Regions from separate parts of the Mus musculus genome. Here regions 1 and 2 are each linked to region 3. The links are chromatin contacts, called in public Hi-C maps. All regions are on one chromosome and are shown on one strand. Each heading gives the region's core, a stretch centred on a gene start, on an enhancer-like site or on the middle of the called end of the contact. The rest is flanking DNA. Distances are from core to core; before and after follow the strand shown.

Evidence for each region. Hi-C and Micro-C count contacts between places; a contact is called where the count stands out from the background.
Region 1: a Hi-C map of CD8 T cells shows a contact between it and region 3, with 4 times the contacts expected there. The contact joins the promoter of Dap here to the promoter of Zfp622 in region 3. A contact is called at or near these places in 2 of 484 Hi-C or Micro-C datasets (CD8 T cells and double positive thymocytes).
Region 2: a Hi-C map of CD8 T cells shows a contact between it and region 3, with 4 times the contacts expected there. The contact joins the promoter of Mtdh here to the promoter of Zfp622 in region 3. A contact is called at or near these places in 2 of 484 Hi-C or Micro-C datasets (CD4 T cells and CD8 T cells).

Annotation. Positions count from the first base shown.
Region 1 is chr15:31,222,854-31,225,824 of GRCm38.p6, forward strand. It overlaps Dap (death-associated protein), which reads left to right and starts at 1,532. Exons shown (of 4, transcript NM_146057.3): 1 at 1,532-1,730. The coding sequence starts at 1,676.
Region 2 is chr15:34,081,036-34,084,317 of GRCm38.p6, forward strand. Mtdh (metadherin) reads left to right here and starts at 1,684. Exons shown (of 12, transcript NM_026002.5): 1 at 1,684-2,378. The coding sequence starts at 2,001. Gm41291 reads right to left here and starts at 2,191. Exons shown (of 1, transcript XM_011245387.3): 1 at 707-2,191. The coding sequence starts at 1,972. The coding sequence ends at 1,439.
Region 3 is chr15:25,982,735-25,986,032 of GRCm38.p6, forward strand. It overlaps Zfp622 (zinc finger protein 622), which reads left to right and starts at 1,632. Exons shown (of 6, transcript NM_144523.3): 1 at 1,632-2,449. The coding sequence starts at 1,816.

The DNA.
Region 1 (2,971 bases), core at 282-2,781, 5.2 Mb after region 3:
ACATGTAGACTGTACCTGTGACAGACTGGGCTGGACATGCCCACACCCACCCACATGCCTCCTCCACAAGTGAAAGTGAATGAATATACTATTATATCCTAAGCATCCACTCCATTTTCTGTGTAGGCCCCATTTGTTGCTCTCTGTTAAGACAACATTGTAGGAGACCCATTGCCTCTCTGTTCCAGGATTATATGGGTCTTTTGCGATTGCCATGGCTAAGGGCCTGGAATATAAGTGAAAACCATATACCAGGCTTCTCCTTCCATGGAGCTGACAGTCCAGTCCATGGAGAATTCCAGTAAATGAGCAGAGAGAAATAAGGACGGCCAGATGAGGTTGATCGCATGGAGGCAGTAAAAAACATGAACAGAAACATGAGCCGGGCACCTTGGCTACATTCTCAGATCCCACAGGTCAGCTGACTTCACAAGCTGGTTGTACTATAGGAAGGAGTCAGTCATGTAGATATCTGGAGGAATCAGTGCTCAGTGATGGGAATAGCAGATGCCAAGACCAGAAGAACTGGCCTGTCCCACTAAAGAAGGATCAGAACAACCAATATGGGTCAAGGAGCCATAAGCAATGAGCTGCTAGTTTGCCAGGCCCTGTCACGAAAAAAGCCTTGTGGGTTGTATGTGCTACAGGTTGCATTTGATGGCCACAAGGGCTTCAAACCTCCTCGACTAAGAAATTGTTTCTATGCAAGCCTGCAAACCACTTGCCTCTTGAGAACCGCGAGCTAAATAATTCTGAGTAATTTATGAATTACTCAGACGCCAACATCATTACAGTGGAAAGCACCCCAGGAACGTGTAGGGAAGAGGGCCAAGGATGATGCACGGGAGATACAAATATTTACAAGTCTACAGAGAAGCTTGCCAAGCCGAATGGCAGCCACGGTGGTCTGGACAAGGCAGAGACATGGCGTCCCTAAAGCTAAAGAACATCCAGAGCTGTCTGCAGTGCTCCTACGAGATCAAAGGCACTGGACAAGTGACCTTCGGATTTGGCAGCCTGGGGTCAGGGAGAGGTTCTGAGAGATCAGTCAAGAGGTTCTGAGAGTAAGGAAGGAGTAGAGAGGTGTGGCACCCTGCCTCTTTTAATAGCTGGGTCGTCTAAGATCCGTGTGCAGCCTGGAAGGGATGGTGGCAGGCCCTTTTCTAAAGATAGAAGACTGCTGATCTTGCAGAGCTGCGAGTTCTAGAGAGTAACGGATAAGTTTTGCTGCAAAGTGAGCCAAGGAGCCAGGAGCTGCCATCTCTGAACGAAACCCCGCGCTGGGGTCTCGAACCACCAGCAGGCTACGCTTCCCTCAGTGACAGCTTGGCTAGTGAACACGCACCACGGGTCCAGCCCCTCGCTGGTCGCAGGGCCGCCCCGCCCTTCACGTACACACGCGCCCTGTCATCCTTCCCATACAATAGCCTTGGAGTCGTACGTGGCGCTGGCCGCTGCGCATGCTCCACAAGGACGGGCGGGGCGAGGCGAGGCGGCTCACAGAGTTCGGGTGGGCGGGACCGTGCCACGCAGCCGTTTGGAGCCACGCCCCCCTGCCCGGGGCGGCAGTGCGCGTTCCCGAGCAGCGCGCGCCTCACGCCTTCCCCCGAGTCCTCGCGCGCGCACTGACGCCCACCCCGCGGCTGCCGTCGCCCCTCCGAAAACCAGCGGCGCCATGTCTTCGCCTCCAGAAGGAAAGCTGGAGACCAAAGCTGGACACCCGCCCGCCGGTACTGACTGGTTTGCACTATGTCTTGGGGCGCCGGGAGGGGACAGGGCAGGATCGGGGTCCCAGTGCCCCGGTGCCCCTTGCTTGTGTGCTGCGCAGGCGCGCAGGTGAGCGGGCCCGGGGTGCAGGTGAGCGGGTCGCGGGATCCAGCCCTCCCCGGCGGGGACACCCTAGTTGTACAAGTCAAAACTCAAAAGTAGGCAGTTTTTATGAGATTGCACAGATGTTTGCGTGGGAGACCCCCAACAATTAAAAGGTAGTGTTGTATCATGATGATTAATCGTGGGCTGACAGCATTTCACACTGACAGACCAAAGAAGCGGAAATAATTATGATCATTAATCACCCGGCATGACTTCCTTTATTCATTTAATTTTCGCATCCAACTCCCTCTTGAAAGTGGTTAAAACGGTATTTTTTTAAAGCAAACCCGGAACTTCTGAGCCAAAACTTCTTTTTACTGGCAGTTCAGTCCAGTAAAGAGCCACCTCTCTTAGGAAATGGTGAGCAACCTTTGTGTGCCTTGGGCAGCCGCCTCCACTCAGTTCCTGTTTGTTCCTCCATGGCTGGAGGAGTTGGCATTTCTACTGCCCTTTCTGGTGGCAGAGATACCTGTGGAAGCACCACAGAGAGCCAGCCTGGAAACCGTGGGTCCTAGAAGCCAAGTCTCCTGTGGTATAAAACCAGGGCATCTCCCTGCAGACCTTGGAGGACTGTGTGGGGTAGGGACACATCTGTACCATCTTTCTGTAGTAAAAACTTAGACTCTCCAGCTGCTGGCCCCACTGGAGAACAGGAGGAGAGAGGAAACTGCCTTTAAAGTATGCTGTATTTCAAAGCTGATTCACTATGACAGTGCTTCTCAACTCGCCTAACTGGGGTTAGGAGTTATAGCTACGGGAGTCTTTGTGTTCAGTGTAAGATACTATGCTAGAGTATGGAAGGCTCTGGGTTCAATTCTCACTTCTTACAATACAAATTAACTTGTGGAAAGATTACCTTTAAGATACTGGCTCCTATCCCTAACCAAGTCTGTCCGCAATGGGTACCGGCTTGCTTCGCCAGTGGCGTCTCACTGAGTATATTAAACCACCTTCAGGGTAGGCCCTATGCCCCAGTAAATAGATGGCCAACGCAAAACGAACTCAGTGGTATTTTTGTAGACTTCCTGTCTCATGTGGTTTTCTTTGAGCATTTTTTAAAATCTTACTAGTGTATTGCTTGTGTATTTTGGTTTGTGGT
Region 2 (3,282 bases), core at 434-2,933, 8.1 Mb after region 3:
AATCTAATCTTTGTGCTATTGCAACAAATAACCCTAACTTTCTGGAAGTATAATTATATTCTTACAAGTTTTGTTAACTGTAATGAATGCAAACCAGTTGGTTGTGACCCTACTTTTTTGTTTTTAAAATATAAGTGCATGGTGGGATAAAGACATAGTTCAGTGGGAGAGCGTTTGCCTACCATGCTTAAGGATCTGGGTTTAATCCCCAGCATGAATACAAAAACGAAGTGCATATACATGTGCATACACAAAGAGGAGGGAGTGAGAGAAGGAGGGCGAGATATAATGACAAGTATGTCCCTGATACCAAATACAGCAAGTGGAAAAAAAAAAAAAAAAAAAAAACTACAAGATGACCTGATCTTACTAAATCATTTACTTGCTAGACTGTCAAAGGGACTAGTATGCTAACCTACAATTTCTGTAATTCTCTAATTCATAAATCCACAGGTGATGATCTAAAACGATCAGTAGAACTTCTTAGAAAAACTATGACCAACCCAAATAGGTGGGGTTATAAATCTTATTCCAAAAATATGAATGGAATTTGTTAATTTTAGAGGTCATGCAGATCTCATTTTAAGGTTCTGGCCTTTATAACTTAGCCCTTAATTATAAGTCTGCAAAAAAGCTTAGCAAGAGTAGCTTATTACGTATAAAACTCTATTCCACCCATTAATCACAAGACTCATTACAATACTGATGGGTCAAAATACATGAATAGGTTTTTAGTTTGTATTTACTTCAGCTGCTTACATGCTAATTAACATTTAATTATAGACACTGTTTCCTTACCGCAAAGTCAAAATACAAATAGTAGGGTAGTCCTCAAGCATTTTTAAAATTAAGAAGGGAAGAAGCGCCTCAGCTCTTTATTTTTGGTGCTAGGAATCGACGCCAGAGCCTTGCATATGTTCAGTAAGCATGTTCTATTGCTGAGCGACATTCCCCAACCCACCTAGTTTCCTTCTAATGCTACATTTGACTGTTGGACAACACAAGCATTCAAAAATTGCAATTCTTTTGGGGTTGTATAAAAGCTTAAAATAATATGCTTCTCTTGCATATAAATACAGTCTAAGGGCTTCCTCTCAATATTTCCTATTAAGGCTACAAATCAGTAGAAAAATAATAGTGCCTCCCACGGGTTTGCCGACTTTTTAAATCTGGAGCCTGACAACAGACAGCAGGAGTGAACGACAGAACAGACGCAAACGTTGGCAAACGTTAATATGCTAGTCCGCCCCGAAGAAATACTCGGATGTGAATTACACGTGCTCGCTGCCTCAGAGTCCACCGAGCTCCCTCTGGAAGCATCCAACTGGCCCCTGACCTAGGGAGAAAAAGCCGGTCCACTGCACCACCACTGCAGGAAAGAGAGCGGAAAGCCTGCTCATACTCCGATGGGTTTGGCCGCCTTGCTCGTGCGCAGGCCTCACACCTGAATCCCTCTCAGCATCCAGAAAGCCCGAGCCTGAAGGAGTTCCACCGTCAGATTTCTAGCTCCCGCTTCGCAAGCTCCGAGTCGCCCCAAGCCTCCAAACCCACACAGCTCAAGGAGACCCCACTCCAAGACTAGAGTCCGCCCGGCCCCGCCCATCGCCCCATGTGACGCATGCCCCGCCCACAGCCTCCACGTGACCCGACCGGCCTCCGCGCGCAGCGTGGATCGCGGCCGGAGCCGCCATTGTTCCGCCGGGGGAGGACAGCGGGTCCTGGCGCTGGCGCCCCGACGCCGCTTAGCGGCCGCCTCTGGAGACACTCTGTCCCCGCCGCCCCGTGTCCTCCTGGTGGCGGCGGCGTGAGGCCGGCTGCGGAGACTGGGAACCTTTGGCTCTCCCCGTGGCGGCGGCGGCCCTCTATCCCCTACTCCGGCGTGAGGGTTGGCCGCGATGCGCTCGGCCTGAGGTGTCGCGGCCCTGTCGCCTCCCACGACTGTTCCAGCGGCGGCTCCGCTCCCCGGCGTCATCCCGCGAGTCTCTCTGACGGGAGGGAAGATGGCTGCACGAAGCTGGCAGGACGAGCTGGCCCAGCAGGCCGAGGAGGGCTCTGCCCGGCTGCGGGAGTTGCTCTCGGTCGGCCTAGGTTTTCTGCGCACGGAGTTGGGCCTCGACCTGGGGCTAGAGCCGAAGCGGTACCCGGGCTGGGTGATCCTGGTGGGCACCGGCGCTCTCGGGCTGCTCCTGCTCTTCCTTCTAGGTTACGGCTGGGCCGCGGCTTGCGCCGGCGCCCGCAAGAAGCGAAGGAGCCCGCCCCGCAAACGGGAGGAGGCGGCCCCGCCGACTCCGGCCCCCGACGACCTAGCCCAGCTGAAGAATCTCAGAAGCGAGGAGCAAAAGAAGAAGAACCGGAAGAAGCTTCCTGAAAAGCCCAAAGTGAGTAGTGGCGAGGAGCCCGGTGGTCAAGGGAAGCGAGAGCTCAGGTCGAGGTGGTAGGTGAACACGTTCCTTGAGAAGGGGGAAGTCGGAAAGTGTAAGAACCAGTAGGAAAGTCGCGTTTTCCTGAATGGAAATTAACTCCAGGGGTAGGTATAAATAAAAGTGACCAAACTTACAGCCATCATATGAGAACCTTGGTTTCCCCAAAAGCAGATCCTTCCTAGAGGCCTGTGAAAGAAAGTAGGCTGCATGTGGAGGTTAATGGGACCTTACAGTGACGTTGGGAAGTTCTGAAAAGACTGCCCGGTAGAGAGAGATGTCTATCTCAAGCCACGTTGAGACCTGAGACCGTCACGGAAGATAGGGGTGACCTAAAAACTGGCTTAAAGAGGATTACAGGTGTTCAGATCAAGCCATACTCATCTTAGTTGGAAATGTTAAAGGGAAATGGTTACCCTGTCTTATCCTGGTGAGTGTGGCCATTGGGTTGCTGGTACAGGAACTGGGCAAAAGGGAGCTGGCGATCTAATACGCCTTCGGGATATATGGCCCCGAGAAAAACATAAGGCAAGTACAGCAAAGTAGTCTATAGTACAGTCAAAGGATGTGGAAGACTTTTTTGTTTTTTAATAAAGCATAAAGAGGTGACAGATTAAAATGCTGAAGAAGGTTGAGAGGAGATTTCAAGCCGCAGTTTGCTGGACCACATGTGGAAATGCGAAAGCTATTCCATTTTTGTTAGGCCTTAGTGTTTTACTTCTGTATCCTGTGTTGTGATTTCTCTGTAATATTTTGTTCTGTGTATATTTGTTGGAGAGATCTTGTGCCGTGGCATGCATGCAGAAGTCAGAGGAGAACTTACTGGGGTTGGTTTTCCTTCCACAGAGTGGATCTTGGGGAT
Region 3 (3,298 bases), core at 382-2,881:
GGACTTAAGAAATGGGGTGTTGCAGCAGTATGTAGCAGAGGATTGCATTGTTTGGCCTCAGTGCCAGAGCATGTGCCTAATCCTCTAGAGACTTGATACCCCAGGGAGGGGCTTTGCAGGAGGGGGGTCACCCTCTCTGAGGTGAAGGGGAGGGAGTATAGGGGAAAGAACTCTGTGAAGGGGACTAGGAGAGGGCAACATTTGGGATATAATTATAATAATAACAAAAACAACAACAACACAAAAAAAATACTGGCATTATTTTTGACAAAAGGCTCTAGAACCCCCCCCCCCCCAAAGGCATTTGGGCAAAGGTTTACAAAAGGGAGCAAGCTGGCAGAAAGATATTCAGGCAGAATAGCATAGCAACGGATTTCTAACACAATACCAAAAATATACTTGCTTAACCTGTTAGAACAATTGACATTGAATCAGGGTGAGTTAAAGGCAGGGATAGAACAGAGGATTTGCCAGGCAGTGGTGGCATACGCCTTTAATCCAAGCACTTGGGAGGCAGAGGCAGGTGGATTTCTGAAGGTCGAGGCCAGCCTGGTCTACAGAGTGAGTTCCAGGACAGCCAGGGCTACACAGAGAAACCCTGTCTCAAGAAAAAAAAAATCGAACTGATATGAATTGCTGCTGTTATACACACAGGGTCTCCAAGGTTTAGTACCCACGATGGAGCGTAAAATCACAGATAGATCCTTTTAAAGTTTTAGATGCTGAAAGAGTATTTCGATCATTAAAAGCAACTTCACCTAGTTTGACTTTTTTGTTTGTTTGTTTTTATTAGGTATTTATTTCATTTACATTTCCAATGCTATCCCAAAAGTCCCCCACACGGTCCCCCACCCACTCCCCTACCCATCCACTCCCACTTTTTGGTCCTGGCGTTCCCCTGTACTGGGGCATATAAAGTTTGCAAGTCCAATGGGCCTCTCTTTCCACTGATGGCCAACTAGGCCATCTTCTGATACATATGCAGCTAGAGACACGAGCTCTGGGGGTAATGGTTAGTTCATATTGTTGTTCCACCTATAAGGTTACTTTCTCTAGCTCCTCCACTGGGGGCCCTGTGATCCATCCAATAGCTGACTGTGAGCATCCACTTCTGTGTTTGTTAGGCCCGGGCATAGTCTCTACTTTGACTTTTTATATGGCTACTTGGATTTAAAAATCTCACATGTGGCTCGGATTATATTTTGTGGGACAGTGGCTAGGCTGTACTTTCGGCTCCCAGCAGGGAATCTTTTCTGTTCAAGAGCTCTGACCGCCCCCTTCGCTGCAAAGAGCTTGGGTCGGTTTGGCCTCCGGAAGTTCCACGCTGTCGCCACGTTTGATCCCCCTTTCCAGAGGCGCGAGAGACAGTCTTGACGGGATCCATCTCTCAAGAGCAGTCCCAGAACCATCCCAGGCACCCACGCCCTTCTTTCCCTCACAAGCCCATCCCTCTGACCTCGTCACGGCAAGCGACACAACCGCTAAGCCCTCAGGAGGCAGCGGCATCCTCCAGGCACACGCCCACCTTTGATTGACAGGGCGGATCCAGGCGCGAAGAGAGCGACATGAAACTTCGTCATTTCCGGGGACCCAGGCGGGCCTTCTTAAGCCAGCTGCCAAGAGTTTCCTGTGCGAGTCGGAAGTTCCCTCACTTAGAACTCGGAAGTTCCCTCACTTAGAGCCCGGAAGCTGGTGTCTGGTGTGTCTTTTCCTGGCTGTGGGCGAAGGAGGTTCTCTGCGTTTGTGGGACTAGAAGGCGGCCGGTCAGGCTTAGAAGGTTCTCGGCTGGGTCGTCTCTGTCTTCCGGGCCCGGGGATGGCGGCTCTCACGTGCATCACCTGCCGGGTGGCGTTCCGCGACGCGGAGCTGCAGCGGGCGCACTACAAGACGGACTGGCACCGCTACAACCTGCGGCGCAAGGTGGCCGCCATGGCCCCGGTGACGGCCGAGGGCTTCCAGGAGCGGGTGCGGGCGCAGCGCGCGGTGGCCGAGGCGGCGGAGGCGAGCAAGGGCGCGGCCACCTACTGCACGGCGTGCGGCAAGAAGTTCGCCACCTTCAACGCCTACGAGAACCACCTCGGCTCCCGGCGGCACGCCGAGCTGGAGCGGAAGGCGGTGCGGGCCGCGAGCCGGCGCGTGGAGCTGCTGAACGCCAAGAACCTGGAGAAGGGGCTGGGCGCGGACGGCGTCGACAAGGACGCCGTGAACGCCGCCATCCAGCAGGCCATCAAGGCCCAGCCCTCCACGTCCCCCAAGAAAGCGCCCTTCGTGCCCACGGACGAGTGCGGGAGGGCGGCGGCGGGCGCACGGGGCGTCCCGGAGCGAGACCCGACGGAGAAGCCGCCCCGGCTCCAGTGGTTCGAACAGCAGGCGAAGAAGCTGGCGAAGCAGCAGTGGGAGGACGGAGAGGAGGAGGGAGAGGAAGAGGAGGAAGACGACGAAGACGAAGGTAGGTAAGGGTCCTGTCGGGGTTGGGGCGAGCGGGAGGCTCCGGGAGACATCGCGATGGAGACGAAGGGCTGGGTCCACGTTCAGCGATGTCGCCCTCCCCTGAGGCCCCCAGCCCGAGCCTTCTTCAGTGTTTACCTTTGCGACATCCATTCCCAGGCTGGACCCTGACTTTCTTCTTATCCTTTTACCGCAGCCTTTGAGGGAGTGGGGTTCCAGGCCCAGGGCATCCCGCCTGGATTTAAAGATGTTTCCTGGTTTATGACTTTTAACTAGTTAAGCAGATGGATTGTAGGCCTCCATACTTTTTTGGTGTTTTTTTGGTTTTTCGAGACAGGGTTTCTCTGTGTAGCCCTGGCTGTCCTGGAACTCACTCTGTAGACCAGGCTGGCCTTAAACTTTAGAAATCCCCCTGCCTCTGCCTCCCAAGTGCTGGGGTTAAAGGCGAGTGCCACCACTGCCGGGCTGTAGACCTCCATTCTTATGCTTGCTCCCGGACGCACCAAACTTCGTGTGGACCCGAAAGGGAACAGTATTTGGGGATTTCTATAGGACATTTTAGAGTGAGGGCAGAAGTGGTTTAAATGCCTCACTGCTCTTCATTTCCACAGGGCACTTTGTCTGTCTGCGTCTCTGTGGTGGATCCAGGACCTAGGGCATTGATTAAAAACAGAATAAAAGAGTAGAGGCGCATTCTTAACGGGCAAAACATTCTTTTAGTTTGGATCAGGAAGGGTTACACTGGTGCACAGAAAGCTATGCTGTTGGCACGCTGCTGTAGAATGTGTGGTTAGAATGGCTTAGGATTTTACATTTCACTTAGTTGACTAAAACTGAGTGAGGGTTTCGT